Linked DNA regions of Mus musculus: regions 1, 2, 3, 4, 5 and 7 are each linked to region 6. A link is a contact called in public ChIA-PET, HiChIP or PLAC-seq and Micro-C data. All regions are on one chromosome and are shown on one strand. The core of a region is the stretch at or near the end of the contact, and the rest is flanking DNA. Distances in the headings are between cores, read along the strand shown.

Region 1 (2,799 bases), core at 206-2,705, 560 kb before region 6:
GTACTGTGGGAACTCTGGTCTGAAGTAAAACTAGAACATACGCTAGGCTGAACACAGTTCAGTCGTAGAACAGAAACATGACTAAGGCTCTGGGTTCGATCCCCAGCAAAATACAAATAAAAATACAAAAGTAATAAGTGACTATGTTACAGACAAGCTGAAGTTACTGAAACAGAGGCAATGTCTACCTGAGAAGCACCTGACTGAGCCCTGAGGTGAGACTCTTGATACAGCTGAGATCATATCTGACCAGTCTTCATATTAACCCCTGGCCTGGGACTGGCTAGGCCTGAACAAGATGGTGCAGTCCATCCCATGTGCAGGGTATAGTAGAGGCACAGGAAAGGTCACCCTGGAAATGACTGCATTCAGAAAGGTGGCGGCAAGATGCTTCGACTGTTAGAAAATTGCTTCATGGCTGCCTAGTCAAACTGAACTGGACTAGATGTTTATGCTGTGAGGACCCTAGAGGATCGTGAATAGGATGCATTTGGGAGGCTGGCAGCTCACGATTGTAATCCTGTGACCCTAACAGTCTTTACAGGTGAAGCTGGTCTAGAGACTCGTCTCTGACTACTCTCAGGCTATTGAAACAAATGAAACAAGGGTCCCAAGAAGGAAAAGGTTGCAAGCCCTGGTGCTGGCTGAAGGAAGAACTTGCCTCCTGGAGAGAGATTTAATTCTGACAACTGTTAGCCCACCTGAGAGGACAGACAATGATGGGTCAGGGATGGGTGGACCACACTTTGACCACAATGGCTTAGTTAAGCATGCTTCCTTCTTGCTTTCTATTCAAACCTAAACCTCATGTCAGGGCTGAAGATGGATTTTGGGCTGGGGGTGGAGGTCACTAAAGCTCTCTATCTGCTTCTCTTCCCAATGTGGCCACACCAACTAAATCTCCTTTGTCTGTTTTCACTAATGTCTATGTATTTAATGTACTGTGGATGAGTGGCAGAGCCTGTGGTGTTAGCCCTGTCAGAGCTCAGGCTTTGACCAGAATTACTCTACTCACAATCCCAGTATTGCCACAAGTTTAAGACTAGCCTGATGGGCTGGAGAAATGGCTCAGAGGTTAAGAGCACTGACTGCCCTTCCAGAGGTCCTCAGTTCAATTCCCAGCAACCACATGATGGCTCACAACCATCTGTAATGGGATCTGATGCCCTCTTCTGGGGTGTCTTTAGACAGCTACAGTGTACTCACGTACTTTAAATAAATAAATGAATCTTAAAAAAAAAAAAAAAAGACTAGCCTGAGTGAGACCTTATGGGGAGAGAGGGAGGGTTCCAGCTGCTGGAACTGAAGAGAAGGCTCAGTGCTTAAGTGAACTTGCTGCTCTTGGTTCTGGCACTAAAGAGTCCAACATCCACTTCAGTTCTCAGGTTTCTGTGAACATCAAGTGAGAGTTTCCTGCCAAAAGACTACATTTCCCATCGTCCCTTGCAGCCAGACCAAGGAGTTCCTGGAAGGGTGGGACTACAATGTAGCTGGTAGTTGTTTCCGCCTCACAAGGAACTGGAGTACTGTCTTCTGTAGGCATTTTGGCCACCCAGACGTGGGTGATGAAATGCTTCTTCACTGTGAATAAACACGGTCTCACTTAAGGTCCGACCAAACCTCGCTCTTACCCCCTTCAACCTCTCTACAGGAAGTAACCTGACACCAAGCACGTACAGGTGCACGTACATGAGGGCAAAACACTCATACACATGAAATAAAAATAAATAGTACCTAAAAAAACCCCTTCAGCTGTTGCTTAGGCCAACACATACCTACAGCAGCCTTGTCCGCCCACGGATCCTGGCAGGTGCCCAGCTGGGGACACTGTGGAGTCTCTAGTTAGGACGAAGAGTCTCACCTGGGGAGTTGAATTTAACTCAGAGGAGGCATTCTGGCCGCACGCCCCACTCCCCACCCCCTTTCTCTTCCTCCTGCCCGGGATTGGAGAGCCTGGCTACAGGCTTGTGTGGTCCAACTTCTCTCCTTAGAAAGTTGTAAGAAAGCCGCACGGTGGTGGTGCTTACTTTTAAGTCCAGCACTCAGGAGGTAGCGGCAGATATCTCTCTGTGGGTCTGAGGCCAGCCTGACACACAGTGAGTTCCAGGACCGCCAGGGCCACACAGAGAAACCCTGTCTCCAAAAACAAGTAAACAAGAGACACCCACTTCTGCCACATGGGCTCTGACTCCCTCTCTTCAGAGCCGTCTGACTGTCCATGGCATTTAGTAAGTCTTATGGCCTCCAAGTACAATTTCTGTCTCAGTGTCCTGTATCATATGTGAGAGAATTGAGGGGTGGGGATTAGGAATCGTCTACCCTGCTCCTCCTTAGCTCCCACAAACTAGCCAAAGTTGGATTCCACCAAAGTTCAGCCTAGGGAGCCAATGACTTCACTAAAGTTACTCACAGAGTAAGGATGAGGGGGTTGCAAAGGAGTATGGGTGATCTCTGAGAAGCGGCACTAGAAGGTGGGCACAAAAATGAATGGCTTCTGTGGTTGTATACATGGAGCCCCCTTCTTTCAGGTCTTCCAAGCCCCTCCTGAAACCCCCAAGGCCACACACAGTTAGGAAAGAACACAATTATGATCAGCTAGAAGGAGTATCTGGATAGTCAGGTGAAGGTCCCAAGACCCTCCATCCCTCCTCCCATGGGGAAACCTCAACAGCCAACAAGCTCAGCTATGCCTTTGGTTGTTTAATGATATTTTGCAGAGAAACCCATCAGCATGTCTGAAGGCAGCAGCCCTTTGTCTTGGAAAACAATCCTTTATAACAACAGCCAAGACCTTTCTGG
Region 2 (3,054 bases), core at 213-2,712, 940 kb after region 6:
ATTAACATCTTTTTTAAGACAAAGCTTTCTTTTCTGCGTAGCCCTGCCTATCCTGAAATGGTCTCTATGAACCAGGCTGGCCTCGAACTCACTGCAGCCTGCCTCTGCCTCCCTGCGAGAGCTGGGATTAAAGGCCTGTGCCACCAGCGCCAGATAAATAAAATTTTAACGCACCTGTAATACCAGATTCTAGCAGACAGAAGCAGAATGAAAATTTTAGGTCATCCTGGGCTAAATGTGGGGGAAAAAATCCTACATATATCTAAAAAGTAGACTCCCTTTTACTCCAGCAAGCTCTGAGTGAGTCTTTTTTTTTTTTTTTTTTTTTTTTGCAGATTTGTCTATACTGGTCCCATAACTTCATGTAAGTTCTAGAAGTCAAACAGAGCCCTTGAGTCATGCATTAACAATTGTGGCAACCTTCCGGCTGGAATTCATTAGCATGAAAAACTAACGCTGTTAAGGAATAGGTGAGCAGCCTGGGTAAGGAATGACCCAACCTAACTCAATATCCAAAAACGAATGAAGGGAGTTAAAACGCTATCAAGAAAAGCATGGACTTTATTCAGGGCCTGCCGTGGGTACTCAGACTCCACATCTTCCGGGCGCCACCCCGCCCCCACTCACGTGGGACTCAGAGCGCTTCCCAGTCCCGAGGCCACAATCTTGCAAGTTAACTTTTATTAAATGCTCGCCGTGGGCCGAGTTTGAACCTCTATTGGATTCGACGAGCTCAGCAAGCCCTGGACCTCGTTTCAGACCGAACCACCCAAACCCTCCCCCCCCCCAAAAAAGGAGGTGAGAGCGGTCGGTCCATCCCACGGTCTCAGGCCCGCCTTCTCTTTCAGTTCCTGCTCCTGCCCTCCGCCGATCAGAGTACCGGCTCAAAGCCTTCGTTTGGCCCGCGCGAAAGGGCCTCGTGCCTGGCGCAGGCCCAGGATCCGAAGCAGGTGGCAGCCGCGGGCGACCCGGCACTCGGCGGGGGTCTCCTGCGGACCCTCGCCCGGAAAGCGAGGCGACCCCGCCAGCCAAGCCCCACTTACGGCGTGCAGCGGTCGCTATACTCGTTAGCGATCGTCTCGATGCCGCCGGCGCGGGCCACAGCGACATAGCAGCTCTGAAAGCCCAGGTCTATGCCCACCACCGACATGGCGCCGGCTACTGCTCCGGCTCGGGCCCAGGGCCGGCCGCCGACACTGCACACGGAACCCGGCGGGGTTGGCGCGTGGAAGAGGGCGAGCCGCGTGGGCCGGTGGAGCGCCGCGGCTGGGCGGGCGAAGCCGGACGACCGTCCGCTAGGAGGCTTGGGGCTTGGAGAAAGACGGGGGCCTCTACCGCTCGGGCCGCGGCTCCGGCTCCACGGCCGCAGAGGAGGCGCCGGTCGCGGAGGCGGAGAAGATCTCGAAGGCTCTCGTTGCAACAGGAGCAAGGTTGCAGCGCGAGAACTGCGCTGAAACGAAACGTTCTCGCGAGACCCCGGCTCAGACGCTTTTCCTCCCAAGGCTCCTCCCGTCTGACGAAGTCTGGCGTCACGTCCTGGCACAGGAACCGTGAAAGGAAGTGGGGGGACGGAAGCGGTCCGACGCGAAGTGGGCCACTGAGCCTGCGCGGAGAAGCCCCCCACAATCCTCCCTGAGCTGCAGGGCGCCTCCCATCCAGAAGTCAGGCGAGCGGGAGTGAGACAGTTCTTCGGGGAGCTGCATTGAACCCACTTCCGCCGTGCTCGTCACCGCGGAGGGACTTCCGGCAGTGACTTTGCAGGCTCTCTGCAGGGTTTTTTTTTTTTTTTTTAAGGCCCCACAGTGAACTCGAGTTAATCCTGCTAAGGGCGCTAAGGGTTTCAGCTCGGCTCTACGTAAAACTCAGTATTAAAACCAAGCGCTAACTAAAAGAATCCGAAGCCACGCTTCCACCTACTTTTAACCACTCACTTCCCGTGATCAGACGAGGGACCTTTCAGTCCTAGGTGTTTTCCCTGAGCTGGACACAAGGGTCCAAATCACATGCTCCGTGGAGTGGGAGGTCTAAGACCAGTGTCACGTTTATGTGAATGCTAACACATTATTATATAGAGTAGGTGGGGAGGGGACAGAATGTCCTGCAGGACAGTCCTCAAGGATGACCTTGAAATTCGGAAGCTCTTTTCTCCTTAGTGCTGGGACCCACTTACAGCCATGCCCCCACCCTGCGTTAAACTAAAGAATCTGAAACTATAGTGACCACTACGTTAGCCAGTTGCGGAAAGCTGGAGGGGAACCAGCTTCAACGCGTTTCTGATTATTACCAACCCAGAGTGCAGGAGGAAGATCCTAAGTTTCCCGGTTTCTGGCTGTTTTGTGGCTGAGGATATAGAGTACAGTGCTAGAACACTTGCAGGCTCAGGGCCTTGGACTGGATCCCCAACACCACAAAACTGAAAGGATTTTTAAATTTCACTTATTTGTCACCTCTTGTTCATAGGTGCCTAACGGTGTCCAACACAGTAAACCGTGCGGGAGAGATGGCTCCACAGTTAATACGTGCTGTGAAACCATACAGACTGGGGTTTGAATCCCAATCTCGATCTGTCATCGAGAACCTAGCAGGACAAAGACAAGAGGTTAACTGGAGGGGCTCCCTGACTAGCAGCCTAGTCCAAAAACTAGAGCTCCAGTTTCAGAGAGAGACCCTGCCTCCAAAAACTACATCAGAGAGCAACAGGGGATATCTGTTCTCCCTCAAGCCTCTGTGCAGCACATGGCCGCCCTCACAGAACATGGCCGCCCTCACAGCACTTCTACACGTGGATGCACGCGCGCACACACACTCTGGATTATCACCATCAGGAGAGAGCAAAGAGTTTCTAGTCAAAGGTAATAAGTGAGGGTTAATAGCCTAAAGCCCCCAGCACCTGAGAAACTCCCTTCGGGTACTTAGGAGTAGAAAAGCTCCAGACCAGGGATCAACATGTCAGACTCCTGGCATAGATGCCAACATAGTAAGGACTCCACCAAAATGTATGTGCATGGGAAAGCACAAAGTAGGTCGGCAGAAATATCTTCCCACCCAAAAGTT
Region 3 (2,872 bases), core at 354-2,853, 990 kb after region 6:
TTCCCATGCCTCCCCCCCCCTTTTTTTTTAGTTTGAAACAGGACTTTGTTAAATTACTTAAGTTGGCTTCAAACTTGCTATACAGTTTAGGAATATTTGCTGAATTTGCAATCCTCCTTCCCCAAGCTGCAGAGTAGCTGAGATTACATCCATGTGTCTCCATCCTCAGTTTGGGCCCCTGTTGTAGCATTCAAGTGGCTGTCTATATGTGAGTGTGATGTGTGAATGTACCTGTTAAGGAAAGATATATATGTGTGCTACAGGGATAGAATTTAGGTCACCAAGATTGTGGGCAAGTGCCTTTAAGCCACTGAACTATCTCACCACCACCAGTATTTTTCATAAGGAAGTAGAAAAGATGGCCAGGCACACTGATACACTTCTTTAATCCCAGCACTTAGGAAGCAGAGGTAGAGGCAGGCAGATCTCTGAGCACCAAGCCTGCCTGTTTTACAAAGTGAGATCCAGGGCAACCAGGGCTACACAGAGGAAACCCTATGTAAAACTTAAGATTTATTTAGTGTTTTTCTTTTTGAGACAGGCTCTCACTATATATCCTTGACCTGCCCAGTGTTGGATATGTATATCAGCCTCACAGAAATCTTCCTCCCTCTGCCTCCAGAGTGGTGGGATTAAAGGTGTGCGCCAGACCATACCTCGATAGTGGTTTTGAGACATGGCTTAGAACTCGTGTGTAGTTGAGTGGATTTCCAAACTGTGAAATTACAAACTACAAATAACGAGTGAAGTGTTTCAAGATGTTAGAGGTGGAGAATCTGCATGAGGTACCATCAAATAAAGAAAGCAGATAAGAGACATGGGACACCAATGACAGGATTGTATGTTTTTCAGATGTAGAGGAAGAGGACACTTTTCTTGCGCTACTATTACTGGATTCTAGGAAACCTTAAAACTTTGTCTAATTACTGATTCCAATTAAATTATGGCTTGTCTGGACTAGCAGGATGTTAAGAGCGATGGTGTTTGTGTGTGTGTGTGTGTGTCGCCGTGTGTTGTTTTGACAGGGTTTTCTTAGTAGCTCAGATTGGCCTTGAATCCACTAAGTAGCCCACAGAGGCTGATATTTATTTATTTACTTATTTATTTATTTATTTATTTATTTTTTTAAGACGATGCAGGGCCGGCTTATCCTCCCACAGTAAGTCACACGCAGCAGTGGACGACGTCGCTGCGGACCTCCACGTCATCCTTCCCTCTCTACTCCTGCGGTGCGCTGCGGGACACGGGCGGCAGGGCCTGGGCCTTCACCTGCACCCCAAAACCGGTCGGCCGGGCTGCGCCCCGCCCCGCGGCGCCTCCCTAGCGGGCTGCGCAGGAGGGCGTGTGCCCCGGGCCGGGTTCTGTCCCCGGGTCTGACGCTGGTGCGGCCCCGCGGAACCTGCTGCGACCCGCGCTTCGCATCCCCGCTCCCCAGCCCCGGGCCCAGGCGCCCCCGCACGTCAGCCCGCGCGTCAGCCCCGCCGACGCCGCCTCCAGAGCAGCAGCAGGGCCGCAGCCCCCGCGCTGCCTGCGGGAGGGGCGCGGCCTGGTCACGTGACGCTCGCAGCAGCCCGGCCCTGGTCACATGGGCCGCGGCCACTGCGTCAGTCCCAGTCCCGGCTGCGGGAGTCGAGTCGTCGCCGCCGCCGCCGCCACCGCCGCCCCCAGCGGACGGGGCGGGGATCTTGGTGCCAGGGCCCCGTCAGCCCGCCCCCGCCTCAGTCACCCGTCCGGGGCTCGGCCGGGCCGTCATGGAGCGGGGCGGAACCCTGGCGTCCGCGGTGTGAGGTGCGCCGCCTCGGCTCCCCGTGGCCTCCGGATCGGCCGCTGCCCCTCGCCCCAGGCAGCCGGTCGCCGCCTCCTGGGCGGGCCCGAATGCGCGTCCGGTGAAGGTGCAGGCCGGGCGCCGCCGCCGCCGCAGCCGCGGTCGGGAAATGGTTCGGGCCTAGCGGAGCGGGGACTGGAGGTGAGAAGCCGCCTGACTGCCTGCCTGACTGACTGACTGACGTCTGAGGCGCGGCCGCGCCGCGGGGAAGGCGAGGCTCCGGCCGCTGACGCTGGCGGAGACCCGCGGGGCGGGGGGCCCCTGGATCCGGCTTCGCCCTACGTTTTCTCGTCCCACTTTCTCTCCGAAATCAATTTCAAACAAGAAAAATCATTTTTTTTTTCTTTAAAGGCCAAGCCGTTCCCATCCGACATTCCAGACGCCCATCATCTGGCCGTTTCTTCTTTTTTTCCTCCCCCCCCCCCCCCGTTGTCCCTTCCTCCATTCCTCCCTTTGATTCGGTCGGCGGATTTATCCTTTGAAAAATTTTTCCTTCGTCTGACTCAAGTCATTCCTAGTTAAAGAGAAAATAGGCCCAGATTCTGGCTATCATTTCTCAACTAGTTCTCGCCTTCCTTCTCGCGATCCTGCGCACCTCCCCCCACCCCCACTCTCCCACCTCCCCTCCACCGAAAGAAAAAAAAAAGGGGGGGAGGCTGGGGGGGTGTTAATTTCCGTCCTTGATGGTCGATGGGGTTTGAGTGGAAAAATGGGAACCTGGGTTGGAATAGGAGAAACCCTCCTTCCCGCTCGGAACCGGCCTGGTACCTGGCGATCGCCATGGCCGGGCTTTGGGTATTGATGTTTAGGCCTCCCCAGCTGCCTGTGCGCAGGGTTAATCTCGTAATTGACGTCAGTGCTTTGTTCCTTCCACTTTGCTGTTGCTTCCCACTCTCTGAGAACGGATCATGGGGTACAGGAGCCCAGGGTGTTTGTGGGGTCTCCTTATTAGGCTTTTCATTCACAGATGACACCTTTATGGGGAGTCGAGAGCCCTGATCTGAAAATGGTTGTGAGTGAAGTTCGAACCAAGAGTTCGATTCAGGG
Region 4 (2,983 bases), core at 151-2,650, 710 kb before region 6:
CTCTATACTACACCCAGCTGTCCCAGCTAGGGGTCACCTTCCACTAGTATACTCTGCTGTCTACGTAGCCTGCCCAGCCCCCCATGCTTGTTTCTCCCAAGGGCAAGGTTGAGAGGGATGGAACTTAACCCCCCTCCCAGAGATCCCTCCTGCCCGCCCTGGGGAAAGAGGTAAGAAGAAGAAATAGTGGAAGTGGCGCAGGTTTAGGGACTCTTGAGCTCAGGAAACTGCTAGAGGCGGTGTCGGGAACTAGCTGGTCGCTTTCATTCAGTCTTGCACATACACACCCACACGCAGCCAGTCGGCAGAGAAGCCCTGCTTGTGAGAGCCTGGGAGGAGGCTCATCTCTAGGTCCAGGAGGGCCTCCCGCCTCTGCTCCCGCCCAAGGACAACCATTCCCAATCTGTATCTTTGGGTTGGGTATGTCCCAAGCTCCCATCTTAATACTGAGATACCTTAAGAGTCCTGGTCCTTACTTTTGTCAAAGGCTAAAGTCAGGACTGGAACAGAGTCCCAGACCTTGGGACGTCCCCTGTTCGCAGGTCCCCAGGTGAGGACCAGACACAGTAGGGGGCTGAGGCAGGAAGAGGGTACCCTGAGGGTGAGGGCAGGTGAGTGGTGTCCCCGGGAAGGCGGCAGAGAAGACAGGTTGGACATCCCGGTGGAACTGCGCCCAGGAAGGCTGTGGAGGAAGCAAGGGATCCCAGAACTACCGGAGGCCCTCCTAGCTACCCAGGGGGCGGGGTGGGGTGCACGTCTCCCGCCCGCCGTCTGTGGGGCCTGCTTAGAGCTGGTGCAGGGGGCGGAGGCCGAGGTCAGACTCCTGCGCCAAGGGCGCCTGCCCCTCCTAGCTGCGGCGTGGGGATCGGGGCGATGCTCCACGGAAAATGCATTTACAGGTCAGCCTCGTGCGCGGGAGCAGAGGACACCGGGGCGCGCACAGCATCCTGCCAACCCCCGCCGGGTGTCCGAGAACGACCTCAGCGACCCGCCCTACCCACTTACCATGCTGGCTCCGTGAATCCTAGGGCGCGCTGCAGTCCCCAGCTCGGTCTCGAACCTTTCTCTTCCCAGGCTCTTCGGGAACGCGCGGGAGCCGGATCGGCGGGCAAAGGACGCACTGGGCGACACTCGTCCGCTGGCCCCAGAGACGGAGGGAAAACCCGGCCTGACTCACCCGCGCGGCGCGAGCCCCAGCGCCCAGCCCGGCCCCCGGATGTGGGGGGCGGGAACCGGCACCGCCCCCGAGCGACCTGAGCCCCGCCCGGGCTCGCGGGTGCTGCGGGGCCGGGACCCCACCGCTAGCCGCGCATGGTGCAGCGGCCACCGCGATGCGTGCTCGTTCGCTCGCTCACGTGCAGCAGCTCTGCAGACCCCAGCCCGGACGAGGCTCTAGAGCGCGCGCCGCACTGCTTGCTGCTCCTCCTTCTCCTCCTCCTCCAACTCGGGCCTCGCCCGCCTCACCCGGTTTCCTTCCAGAACCAGCTTCCAAACTGGCTTGCTGGGATGGGTTGGTCAGGTCTCTGCCGCCTCTTTCTCAGGTAAGCGCCACTTTCCTCGTTTGAGAATAAACCCAAGACGCGCTCTAAGAGCCGAAGAGGTGTAGTAGGCGTCTACAGTAGTTAGCCGCTGGACTTTTATTTTGGAGGGAGGTTGATTTACCTGTGCAGCCTTCTAGGGGCGGCAGGTTCAGATGCCTTTAGGGGCCAGACTGATAGTGTAAATGAGTCATATGGGTTGGGTAAGCCAGTAGCGGGGACGGAAACCGAAGGCTGGACACTCAGACACGTTCAAGAGTAAGAAGTTGGAACACCTTTTCTTCCTTAAAAAGTTAAACATAGATGTGGGGTGGGGTGGGGTGGGGTGGGGTGGGGTGGTAAGGGTTGTGTATGGAGAGATGGTTCAGTGGTTAAGAGTACTTGCTGCTCTAGCAGAGGACCCGGTTTTGGTTCCCAGCAACCACGTGGTTGCTCACAATCCTTTGCAGCTCCAGTTCCAGGGTATGGAACGCCCCCCCCCTCACCCCCACCCCCGGCCCCTGGGGGCATTACTCGCACTGGGTGCACATTTACTCACGCTGGCACATACACGTAATTTTGTTGTTGTTGTTTTTAAGATAAAAAAAAAAAACCAAACCAGTAAGTTAAACAGATTCATGATAGCATTTCCACTCCTGGGTATATGACTAAAGAAATCAGGTATGCCAACAAGTGCTTGCACTCAGATGATCATAGCAATCCTGTGTATAACAGTCAAAAGAAGGACACAGGTCAAACCCTCCAGCAATTAGTGAAAGGATAAACAGTGTGGTCCAACCATACAGTGGAATATTACTTACCACAGAAAAGGCATAGTGCCATTTCATGCTACAACTCAAACCTCTAACAAGTGATGGTAAGTCAAAGAAACCCAGCAGAGACCATGTGTGAACCTTTATGGACAGAATGCAGGCTAGTGCTAGAAGCCACAGGGAGGGAGAAATGAGGATGATCCTTGCAAGTTATCGGGTTTTGTCCTGGAATCAGGTGGTGGTGACAGCACTTTCCTTTTACATTGTCTTACAGAGGGCTGGGGTGTGACTCAGTAGGAGAGCATTCTCTCAGAGGCTGCTTGAGGCCCTGGGTTCAATTCCCAGTACCTTAAGTTAAAATGGATAATTTTGTATCAGGCAAGTCAACTTCATTTAAACAACAAAACATTACTGTGGCCCAGCAGGTACCGATTTGCCGCCTCTGTTTTCTATTTCTACCGTAGTCAAATGTTAACAATGGATTTTTCTCTTTAAGAAACCTCATTCACAGCACTTGGTATCTCAGTCATGCAGGGACTGCAGGTATATGGGGGAGCGGGGTTGCCTGAGACAGATGAACATTGACCATAAGAGCACACGTATGGTCTTGGGGACCTGAGGAAATGCCTCTCTGGGCAAGTAGCCTGACAGAAGCCCAGAATTCAAATGTTTCCTCAGGGAGGTGTATTCATG
Region 5 (3,148 bases), core at 223-2,722, 600 kb before region 6:
CACGCTGTAGGAAGGCGTCAGGAATCCTAGAAGAGATATCCAATTATAAGATATTCTCCCGCCAAATGATAAATTATAGTGCCAGATGTACTCTCTCTAGGGTTCAGAGAGTTGTGACTAACTTACATTCTAAATGAAGAGGAGGGCCCTAGAAACGAAGCCCTAGCCATCCATCTATTTGGTTCTTCCACAACTGAAAAACTAAACAGGAGGCCCAAGGACTGTCGTAGGAAGAAGATCCTTGAAGAAAGATCCCTGCAGAGATGAGCAAGTCCTAAAGGGATCTGTCAAAGACGGAGTCATTCATTCATCTCTGCAAATTAGTATTAATAAGCACTGACCCGCCACCCCCCTGCACTTCGAGCCTGCGGACCCGAGATGAACCCTGCCCTCCAGGACACAGGACTGAGGTGGCGCATTGCGTGATGACACCCAGACACTATGACCTCCATAAGGCAGTTCTGGGAACTGATTTCGTCTACGATTCTTGTTCACCTCTTGTTTATCTCAGACGTTGCATACTGCAGGTGCTTACTGTTTGCAGGCTGAACCTATAAATACACATGAAACTGTCCCACCAGCGTGGATCTGCAGGTGCATGTCCACCGCGGCTCCCGGGTCCAGGCCGTCATCCGCCACTCCCCGCGGTAGACCTGGCTGGGACTTGTCCCTGGCCCGAGCTGTGCCGCCCTCCCCGCCCCCGTGCGGCACTCACCGTTGGTGTAGGGAGACCCCGAGGCTGAGGCGGCTCCGTTCTGGGCCTGGAGGCTAGCTGCGGCACCGCGGGCAGCGGGGATCCGGGGCTGGGCCATGGCGCCCGGGGATCTCAGGGTAAGACGGAGCCGTCGGGGTCGACCGCAGCGCCCAGCCTAAGAGCTCCAACAGGAAAACCGAGGGCAGGGACCTGGAGGCCGGAGAAGCGGAACACGCGGGGTGGCACGTCAAAGTAGAGGCATGGCGTGTCCGTGTCTTCTGCCCGCCGGCGGCCACGACCTGGCCAGGGCGCGGAGAGGCTCCGGAGTCAGGCCGGCTGGGCTGGGAACGCCGGGCTCGGAGGCAGCAGCCGAACCCGGAGAGGAGGGAGGCCCTGGGCGGAGCCGCCGGCCGCGCAGGCACAGTGGGGACACGTGGCACTTCCGGTTCCGGCTGGAGGCTGCGGCCGTGCTCTCTGTCCCCGGGGAGCTGCCCCGAGGGCACCTGACAGTCCCGTGTCCGGGCCCGGAGGACCGTGCACGGACTCGCCTGCCACGTCACGGACTCCCGCCGCCCGCCGGAAGTAGCCTGTGTCACCACTGCGAAAATACCCGGCGTGGAGAACGTCACCTTGCTGACAGTCCCAGGGGTGGTGCGGATTTTTAGAATCGATTGGGTGGGACAGGAGAGACCCGGCTCCTCTTCCGGGATTCTCTGAGGATTACCTGAGACGACCGATGTCCTCGGCTACCGCTGGTGGCCCAGCCGATGCTATGCCAGCTGTAGAGTGCAAGAGAATTTTAAAAAGAGGTGTTCAATTACGTGTGTTTGTCAAAGTGTCATGGGCGGGACATGGCGGCAATCAGGAGGTCGAGGCAGAAGTGTTCTAAGTTCGAAGGCGGCCTAGTCAGGTCAGCCAGGGCTGGAGTGAAGATGCTGGGTCAAGGTTAAAATGTCTGATGACGTTAAGGAGGAAGCTCTTCTTTTCAACTGGAGGATTAAGATTAATTTTGACGTTAGCCTGTTGGTAGCATAGTCACTCCGAAGTACATCCACCACACATGGATCGGGAATCCATCCCTCTCCTATCCCAGTGTTGACAATGGAGTCCAATGTCCTAGGGAAGCCCTTAGTTTACACTGAGCTAGGCAACTTCTATAATAACAAGTATTTAGTTAATACTGAGGCTCCAAGCCGGGCGTGGTGGCGCACGCCTTTAGTCCCAGCTCTCAGGAGGCAGAGGCAGGCGAATTTTTGAGTTCGAGGCCAGCCTGGTCCACAGAGTGAGTTCCAGGACAATCAGGGCTAATCAGAGAAACCCTGTCCCGAAAAAAAAAAAAATACTGAGGCCCCGGACTAAATAACATTTAAAATGGTAATTGTAATGGTATCGTACTCCTATAGTTCTGGATACAGAAAAGTGAGGCAGGAAGATCTTGAATTCAAGACCAGCCTGGGCAATTTACCAGGACTCAGTTTCTTTAAAAGGGGTTAGATATGTAGGTCACTCATAAAGAGTTTCCCTAACCTTGTAGGAAGAAGCCCTGAGTTCAAAAGAATTAAAGGCAGTTTACATTATGAGAGTTTACATTAAGTCGAATAATTCAAATGTCCTTTCTGGGCAAGTAGCTTGTGGGTTGCTTTTATTTTTACCCCCAAACAGACTTTCTGACTTGTAAGACCAAAGAGAAGTAGAAACTGGTTGGTTATGCAACATACTTAGTGATATCAGTGTGATCTTTAGCTACTTTGGTTTTACCTGCTCCAAGCAGATGACAAAGTCCTTCACAGATGTGTGCTGCTGATTGAAACGTATTATGCCATGAGTTTCACAACCTCGGGCGAAAGTACATCTTACCAAACTCATTTACTATCTAATGCTGGCTACGAAGTATTACAGAAAAAGAGCACAATCTAAAACTACTGTCAGACCCAAGAAGCAAGCAGTAACCACATATACAAATTTACCCTAACCTTGATTTCATTAATAGTTACCTCAAAACCATACTAAAATATATTTGCTCTGAGTGGAATTAAACAATTAAAAAAAAAGATTGTTTTATTGTTTTAAAGTTTGTTTTCTGTATGTATGGGTACCTACATAGAAGTATTTACACGCTGGTCGATGGTGGCACACACCTTTAATCCCGGCATTTGAGAGGCAGAGACAGGTGGATTTCTGAGTTCGAGGCCAGCCTGGTCTACAGAGTGAGTTCCAGAACAGCCAGGGCTACACAGAGAAACCCTGTCTTGAAAAACCAAAAAAAAAAAGAAAGAAAAGAAAAGAAAAAAAAAGTATTTTACACCATGTGTATGCAGTGCCCACACAGAGGTCAGAAGGGGGCACTGCATCCCCCAGCACTGGAGTTGACAGTTGTGACCGCCATGATGTGAGTGATAGCAAAGGAACCCTAGTCCTCTGGGAGCACAGCCGGTGCTCTTCACTACCAGCCGT
Region 6 (3,140 bases), core at 309-2,808:
ATTCTTTAATCTGTCATCTGTGCCTTCTCTACCGCAAATAGCTGTCTGTCTCCCCAGCAAAAGTGACACAAGCCACTCGCTGAGTTTTAGGTAAGTGCCTTACCAGTCCTCTGCATCTCCATTCATTTTAAATTAAAACCAAGACTCCCAGGGCGCTGAACGGAGGTGGCGCACACCGCCTTTAATCCCAGCACTTGGGAGGCAGAGGCAGGCGGATTTCTGAGTTCGAGGCCGGCCTGGTCTACAGTGTTAGTTCCAGGACAGCCAAGGCTATACAGAGAAACCCTGTCTCGGGAAAAAACAAACAAACAAACAAACAAAAAACAAAAACAAAAAAAAAACCCAAAAAATAAAACAAAACAAAAAAAAAAACCAAGAAAGACTCTCAGGGCGAAGTTCCGAGAAGCCAGACTTTCTGCCCACCCACGACACACAGCCCTGGGCATCAGGGCTCTGGGTCAAGTGTTAAGATTCTTGGAGACAAATCTTGTGTCCCCAGGTCTTGTCCTTCCGACTCTGCCTCCCTGTACGCCCCTGTGACTCAGCAGCTTTCCCTGCCTGGCTTTAACTCCGGGAATGGGCTGGGTGTTTGTTGCCGGGTAGATAGAGCTGCAGACTTGGGAACAGGTTCTTTCTAATGCAAAGCAAGCCCTGTACCACGGAGCTATCTGTTTGCCCACATTCTATTTCGAAGGGCTTTCCCTCATAGTCTTAACTAGATATGGGCTTAGGCCCCCTTACATTCCCTCTCCTCGGCCTCTCTCTCTCTTGGTTCCCTTCCTTTAGCCCACGGAACAGCATTTTCAATCTAGAGTGGCTGCGGATGCCCAGCTGTCTTGTTCAGCTACAGCAGGTTGTGAGCAACCACCTGGCGTCTCCTCTACTGGACCCCAAATGCCTGAATTCTCCTCGGACGTCTGTTAGTAGAAGGCAAAGGGTGTGAAGTCTTCACTCACATGTGATTTCACAAACTCTCCAAACCTGATTTGGTTAGTCTTGGTGTGGCACGCTCAACAGGGCAGGAGGCCACGTGCTGAGACCAGGCTGGGAAAAAGTGTCCGCCCTCTCTACACTGCAGGAAAGCAGACATCCAGAACCCGCGTGACCTCACGTAGCGAGACTCCGCAGTCTCACAAACCCACTTTGTCTTTTTTAATTTCTTAAATGCTTGGGAAATGGCGGAAAGAGGCTTTGACACTAGGGAAGATTGCACGCAACTTTACAGTGCGGAGCCGGCTCTCGGGAGAGTTTAATTTGCAACTGACTCGCTGACGCACGCGGGCGTGTCGCAGGCTCCGGAAATCAAGGTTGGAGCAGAGGGGACAGTAGCCGCTCTGACCTATACAGCGCCACTTCCAGAGCCCAGTGTCCCCACTGGGCCTCCGAGTGACTTGCAGCCTCGGCGACTCCGGCGACACTATCCGCTGAGGTCCCTAGGCCACCGCTCTGTGTGCCGGAAGCTCCCCTCCCCCTCTTCCCAAATGCTTCCAGCAGCCTGGAGGCTGCAACAGTGACCCGCGTGTCCCCGCGCACGCACACACCTCACGCACGTCAGACCCACGCCTCCCTATCGCCCCGTGCCAGAGTGCACGCAGGCCTTTACGCGCGGCCACACATGATCACAGAGCCGCAGAGGGCGAGAGCGCGGCTCGCGAGTGGGAAGAAGACCCCGAGACTGGTCTGGGCGCTGTCCGGGGTGGAGCCGAGGGCGGAGCTTCGGGGTCCGGCGCGCAGAGCTGGGGCGTGTCCGCGCCGCCGCGATCTGCGCCGCTCCGCCCTCGGCCCGTTCGCTGCGCTCCCAGCCTCCTCGCCGCAACCCCCGCCGTAGCTGCCGCTGCTCCCGCCGTCACCGCCTCCGAGGTAGGCGCAGCGGAGAGGGCCTGGGCTATGCCTGAGTCCCCAGGGCCTCGGGTCGCGCTCCTGGGAAGTCTCCAGGGAGGCGATCGAGGGAGGTTCGGGCGAGGGCGCTGGGCCTAAGCGCTTGGCCCCGGGAAGGGTGAACCAGGGACGATCATTGCGGGCCTGGAGGGGCAGCGGGCTTGTAGAGGAGGCCTGGAGGGCGGGCGCAGAGCGGATCTCCCAGATTCTAGCTCGAGCGTTCAGAGCACCTGCATTTGGAAGCCAGGGGCGGTTCGAACATGCGAGGAGCGGAAGGGCAAGGGCGGCCGCGTGGAGGCCCGGCGGGCCGCGGGTCTAGGTGACCTTCCCGGCGGCGCCCTCTGGCTCTAGATCCCGTCGGTGTGGATCTGGTAGAGACCCTCCCACGGCCCAAGCCCTTCCCCACCAGCTCCAAGGGCCTGTGCAGACCCAGCTTCCTCCGCCGAGAGGACGAACTCCAGGCACGGCCATGCCCTGGATCCCCCAGCCCCTACACGCCCTAGCCGGCCCACGCCCGGAGTAGGTGGCGCCGGGTCCCTCCCGCGCATGCCAGTGTCTTCCCGGGCGGAACGGGCTGCCCTGAGTGGACTTAGGCCGCAGGAACAGGGACCTGGGCCTGGACTGAGAGCGAGACCCCATAGGGAGCCATACGCTTGGCCTCCTTGGCCTCGGGGACGGAGTCCGTGTTCTGTGTCGCCAAATGCAACTGTGCATTCTGGAAACTGTTTTCAGGGCCTGACATCAGATTGGAGGCCCGCAACTCTACACGGTTTGTCCAAGGTCACACTGGTAGGAAGATTTAAAACTTCAATCTTCTCATCTGCGAAATAGGAGCAATTATATACACTTCACTGAGTTTGGGGGAAAGAATAAAATGATCCGATTAACACGAAGCCTTGGGGCATGCACAAGGACACCTTAGAAACCTTGACATTTGCCTAGGAGACCTAGGAGCTTTTGGGGAGGGTTGAACTCATCCTCCACAGACTTTTATTTTATTTTATTTTTTATTCCACATGGTGTACAGGAAGGGACTCCATGAATATACAGGCGTATTATTTTAATGCCATTATTACTAATGTCAGAAGCAAGCATTTGTGCAGCACCAGGTATTGAGTCATTGGAGAATAATTCACGAGACACTGTCAGTTTGCAGATTGACAGCTGTCAGGCTGGAGCACTAAATCTGACTGCAGACCCAGAATGCAGGAAGAGTGTGGGCTTAGCTCAGGTGTGTGCTGTCCAAAACTTCTCTTTCCTTG
Region 7 (3,052 bases), core at 328-2,827, 890 kb after region 6:
GAACCCGAGCTGCAGAATGACAGTATCGGGCTCCCCAAATGCTGTTTACTGGTAAATCCCTGAGAATTTATAATCGAGTTGATGGGGCCTAACCGATGGGCCCAGGACAAAAGGAAGCCAATTACCCAACACTCTCTGCTGTGATCTTAAAACAGATGTTAGAGTGTGTAAAATGATGGCGTGTGCTTGGGAACTGCAGATACAATTCCAACCTTGCCTTTTATGGGCACTCATAAATGTTAAGTGCGGGAGGTCTACGACGGAAACTCTGCTCTTGCCATTTTGTGTTCGTTCCTCGAGCCAAGGCTGCGTTTCAGTGTTGGTGTGCTGGTAATTACCCATCGCACCATGCAGAAAAACACACTTCCAGTCCCTGGTTCAAGGTGCATCAGAGGACGGGCCACTCGGGATCATTCTAAAGACCCCAGTCCTGGCATGGAGGAAAAGGGAGTCACCAGTTGCTGCCTTTACACTTTATACTTTGTGTGGCACATGCCATCAGACCACCACATGCCATCAGACTGCCACCCCCTCGCCAGCCTTCCAGAACCCAAATTCAGGTATCACAGCACTGGGGAGGCTGAGGCAGGAATATCAAGAGTTCAAGGACAGCCTTGGCTATATGAGACTTTGTAGAAGCAAACTATAAAGGCTAGAGAGGTGGCTCCGTGCGCAAAGGGCTTACCGTGCACGTATAAAGGCATGAGTTCAGATCCCCAGACCCCACAGAAAAGCTGGACATGGTCCTCTCTCCTCCCAGCATTCCTGTGGCAAGATGGAAACGCAAGGGCCAGGTAATGCTTGCACTGGAGTGAACAGTGGGGATGACCCTGTCTCAGACTGGGTAGAGAGGGCACGTGGAGGTCAGAGGTCACCCTCAGGTGGCCTCCCTCCCTCAGGAGGTGTCTCAGTTGGGGTTTCATTGCTGTGAAGAGACGCCATGATCGTGGCAACTCTTATAAAGGACAACCTTTAACTGGGACTGGCTTACAGTTTCAGAGGCTTAGTCCATTGTAACAGGAAGCATGGTGGTGTGCAGGTAGACATGGAGCTGGGGCCAGACAGCAAAAGGAGACTGTCTCACTGCATGAGACTTGAACTTATATAAGACTTCAAAGCCCGCCTCCTACAGTGACACACTTCCTCCAACAAGGCCACACCTACTCCAACAAGGCCACACCTCCTAATAATGCTACCCCTTTGGGGGGCTACCACAGGAGGCACCCACTTGTTTTGGAGAATCATGCCTGGAGCACAACTGATTCAGCCATCAAGGCCCAGGGGATGAATATCTCCACCTTCTCAGCACCGGGATTAGGAGCATATATCACCAAGACAGGCAGTTTTTAAAATAGATGCTGGGTGGGGATTGAACTCTGGTCTTCATGCGTATGTGACAAGCACTTTACCACCTAAGCCATCTTCCCACTGGACAAGGTTTTTATGGCTCTGAACTTCAAGCTCTTGCCAGTATCTGACCTGACTGACCTCTGCCCTGGATTCTTTTCTACCCCACAGTGCTGCCCCTTGCTCCCTGCATGCCTGGGGTCAAGCTGTCCCCCAGCCCTCTCTTTCCATTGTGCCTCTCTCAGCTCCAGGCTCAGCTGTCTGGGCCGCACTGTCCCTCTCTGCCTGATGACTGTTCATTATCCACTTATTTGCAGGCCCAGCTAGACAAAGAGCTGCATAATAGCAGCTGCAGGCCCTGTAGTAACCATGTTGCTAGGCCAGTGCAGCATCCCAGACTCCTCGGAGTGATGAACAAACCCAGCAAATAATTCAGCCTATCTATCTGTGATAGCCCCAAGTCCTCTCTGACGGTTGCCATGGCATTTGGGCCAGAGCTCCCCTGTTCCCCTGTGGATGCCCTGTCCTGTACCCAAAGCACATGGTGGGTGGGGTGCCCGCCACGCAGCCCTGCCAGATTGTCAGGAGCCATTTATTTTGTAAACTCAAATTAGCAGGAAGCAATTTTGTTAATAGTCAGAGCCACTTGATGAGTTGGCTCTGATTTAGGGCTCCTTTCGAAAGCATCTGTGAAAGCTGTATAGAGCAGGCTGAAGCTGGATCTGAACTAATGGAAATGGTGTGGCGTGGCCAGCTGACCCAGGAACAGCCCCTGAGCAGCCAGGATCCCTCATGCCAGAGAGCCATTCTCTAGTTTGAGGGAGGGATGGCTTACTATGTATGTACCTGAGTCAGAACGCTGGAGACGACAGGCTCGGTTAGAAAGGACAACTGGGGCGGCAAAGGTAGTTCAGGTGGTAGGGCTGCTAACCCAGCAATGATGAAGCCGTGGGTTCAGTCCCCAGCACAACATAAACTGGGCAGAGTAGTGCATAACTAGGATCCCAACACTTAGGACATAGAGGCAGATTGAGTTCAAAGTCCTCTAGTGGATCTGAGTTCAAGTTTGAAGCCAGCCTGGGTTACATGAGACCCAGTCTCAAAATAAATAAAATGGCTAGCCTGTACCTCAGTTGGTAAAGGTTCTTAGCTAGTGCACGTGAAGCCCTGGGATAGAGTCCTGTGTCACAGAAGGAACAGAAAGTAGCTCAACTCCAGCCCAGAGGCTAACAGCCACTTCTCCCAGGGGGAGGGTTCTGCAGTTGCTGGGCCCTCTCAGGACTTACCCTGGCTTGCTAGAGACAGGAAGGAAGGTTCTCCTGAAGCTGTGGAAGCTCGGGACTGCCTGGGACCTGCTGAGACAGGGGAGGGTTTCAGGCTGATTCCAGGTAGCATAAATGTCTATGCCAGTCTCTGTCAACCCTGGTATATTGGTGTCTGTATATGCTGCTTGCTGTCTGTCTACCCACTCCAGTGTCTGTCTACCCCAGTGTCTGTCTATCCCAGTGTCTGTCTACCCACCCTAGTGTCTGTCCACCCCAGTGTCTGTCTACCCACCCCAGTGTCTGTCTACCCACTCCAGTGTCTGTCCACCCCAGTGTCTGTCCACCCTAGTGTCTGTCTACCCACCCCAGTGTCTGTCCACCCCAGTGTCTGTCTATCCCAGTGTCTGACTACCCCAGTGTCTGTCCACACCAGTGTCTGT

What was found. Hi-C and Micro-C count contacts between places; a contact is called where the count stands out from the background. ChIA-PET counts read pairs in DNA pulled down with a chosen protein or histone mark. HiChIP or PLAC-seq counts read pairs in DNA pulled down with a chosen protein or histone mark.
Region 1: an H3K4me3 HiChIP or PLAC-seq map of the SCID.adh cell line shows a contact between it and region 6, with 12 read pairs. The contact joins the enhancer-like site here to the promoter of Vdac1 in region 6. A contact is called at or near these places in 2 of 39 promoter capture datasets (embryonic stem cells and pre-B cells), 4 of 484 Hi-C or Micro-C datasets (the Ba/F3 cell line, CD4 T cells, CD8 T cells and 1 more), 15 of 115 datasets of contacts at active chromatin or transcription factors (the 230-238 cell line, the NIH/3T3 cell line, the SCID.adh cell line and 12 more) and 2 of 9 other capture datasets (adipose tissue and liver).
Region 2: a contact with region 6 is called in an H3K4me3 HiChIP or PLAC-seq map of bone marrow-derived macrophages, with 8 times the contacts expected there. The contact joins the promoter of Hspa4 here to the promoter of Vdac1 in region 6. A contact is called at or near these places in 1 of 39 promoter capture datasets (hippocampal neurons), 1 of 484 Hi-C or Micro-C datasets (embryonic stem cells), 37 of 115 datasets of contacts at active chromatin or transcription factors (the 230-238 cell line, the SCID.adh cell line, T-cell acute lymphoblastic leukemia and 24 more) and 3 of 9 other capture datasets (adipose tissue, embryonic stem cells and macrophages).
Region 3: a contact with region 6 is called in an H3K27ac HiChIP or PLAC-seq map of extraembryonic endoderm stem cells. The contact joins the promoter of Aff4 here to the promoter of Vdac1 in region 6. A contact is called at or near these places in 4 of 39 promoter capture datasets (cranial neural crest, hippocampal neurons, liver and 1 more), 3 of 484 Hi-C or Micro-C datasets (cortical neurons, embryonic stem cells and forebrain), 20 of 115 datasets of contacts at active chromatin or transcription factors (the NIH/3T3 cell line, T-cell acute lymphoblastic leukemia, acute myeloid leukemia and 14 more) and 2 of 9 other capture datasets (liver and pancreatic islet).
Region 4: a contact with region 6 is called in a Micro-C map of embryonic stem cells, with 5 times the contacts expected there. The contact joins the promoter of N4bp3 here to the promoter of Vdac1 in region 6. A contact is called at or near these places in 1 of 484 Hi-C or Micro-C datasets (embryonic stem cells), 4 of 115 datasets of contacts at active chromatin or transcription factors (bone marrow-derived macrophages, double positive thymocytes, embryonic stem cells and 1 more) and 2 of 9 other capture datasets (adipose tissue and liver).
Region 5: an RNA polymerase II ChIA-PET map of memory CD8 T cells shows a contact between it and region 6, with 188 read pairs. The contact joins the promoter of Sec24a here to the promoter of Vdac1 in region 6. A contact is called at or near these places in 2 of 39 promoter capture datasets (liver and pre-B cells), 3 of 484 Hi-C or Micro-C datasets (CD8 T cells, pre-pro-B cells and regulatory T cells), 15 of 115 datasets of contacts at active chromatin or transcription factors (the 230-238 cell line, the SCID.adh cell line, astrocytes and 10 more) and 3 of 9 other capture datasets (adipose tissue, liver and macrophages).
Region 7: a contact with region 6 is called in an H3K4me3 HiChIP or PLAC-seq map of embryonic limb bud, with 4 times the contacts expected there. The contact joins the enhancer-like site here to the promoter of Vdac1 in region 6. A contact is called at or near these places in 1 of 39 promoter capture datasets (embryonic stem cells), 1 of 484 Hi-C or Micro-C datasets (the N1E-115 cell line) and 14 of 115 datasets of contacts at active chromatin or transcription factors (the NIH/3T3 cell line, bone marrow-derived macrophages, craniofacial prominence and 8 more).

The regions. Positions count from the first base shown.
Region 1 is chr11:51,803,911-51,806,709 of GRCm38.p6, forward strand. No RefSeq gene overlaps it. Among named protein-coding and RNA genes, the nearest start is that of Sar1b, 42 kb to the left of the region's middle. Within about 2 kb of position 1,456, at least 254 of the 459 cell types and tissues checked have an H3K27ac peak or open chromatin away from gene starts, as enhancers often do. A contact at or near this core is called in the Ba/F3 cell line, CD8 T cells, the SCID.adh cell line and 9 more, where this site is marked.
Region 2 is chr11:53,299,017-53,302,070 of GRCm38.p6, forward strand. It overlaps Hspa4 (heat shock protein 4), which reads right to left and starts at 1,463. Exons shown (of 19, transcript NM_008300.3): 1 at 1,044-1,463. The coding sequence starts at 1,150.
Region 3 is chr11:53,349,164-53,352,035 of GRCm38.p6, forward strand. Aff4 (AF4/FMR2 family, member 4) reads left to right here and starts at 1,604. Exons shown (of 21, transcript NM_033565.2): 1 at 1,604-1,966.
Region 4 is chr11:51,649,673-51,652,655 of GRCm38.p6, forward strand. It overlaps N4bp3 (NEDD4 binding protein 3), which reads right to left and starts at 1,401. Exons shown (of 5, transcript NM_145974.3): 1 at 1,006-1,401. D930048N14Rik (RIKEN cDNA D930048N14 gene) reads left to right here and starts at 1,282. Exons shown (of 4, transcript NR_027958.1): 1 at 1,282-1,541. It overlaps Gm30058 (a long non-coding RNA gene), which reads right to left. Exons shown (of 2, transcript XR_388627.1): 2 at 2,418-2,983.
Region 5 is chr11:51,755,362-51,758,509 of GRCm38.p6, forward strand. It overlaps Sec24a (Sec24 related gene family, member A (S. cerevisiae)), which reads right to left and starts at 1,473. Exons shown (of 23, transcript NM_175255.3): 1 at 716-1,473. The coding sequence starts at 812.
Region 6 is chr11:52,359,293-52,362,432 of GRCm38.p6, forward strand. Vdac1 (voltage-dependent anion channel 1) reads left to right here and starts at 1,559. Exons shown (of 9, transcript NM_011694.6): 1 at 1,559-1,860.
Region 7 is chr11:53,250,869-53,253,920 of GRCm38.p6, forward strand. No RefSeq gene overlaps it. Among named protein-coding and RNA genes, the nearest start is that of Hspa4, 48 kb to the right of the region's middle. Within about 2 kb of position 1,578, at least 35 of the 459 cell types and tissues checked have an H3K27ac peak or open chromatin away from gene starts, as enhancers often do. A contact at or near this core is called in the N1E-115 cell line, embryonic forebrain and embryonic limb bud, where this site is marked.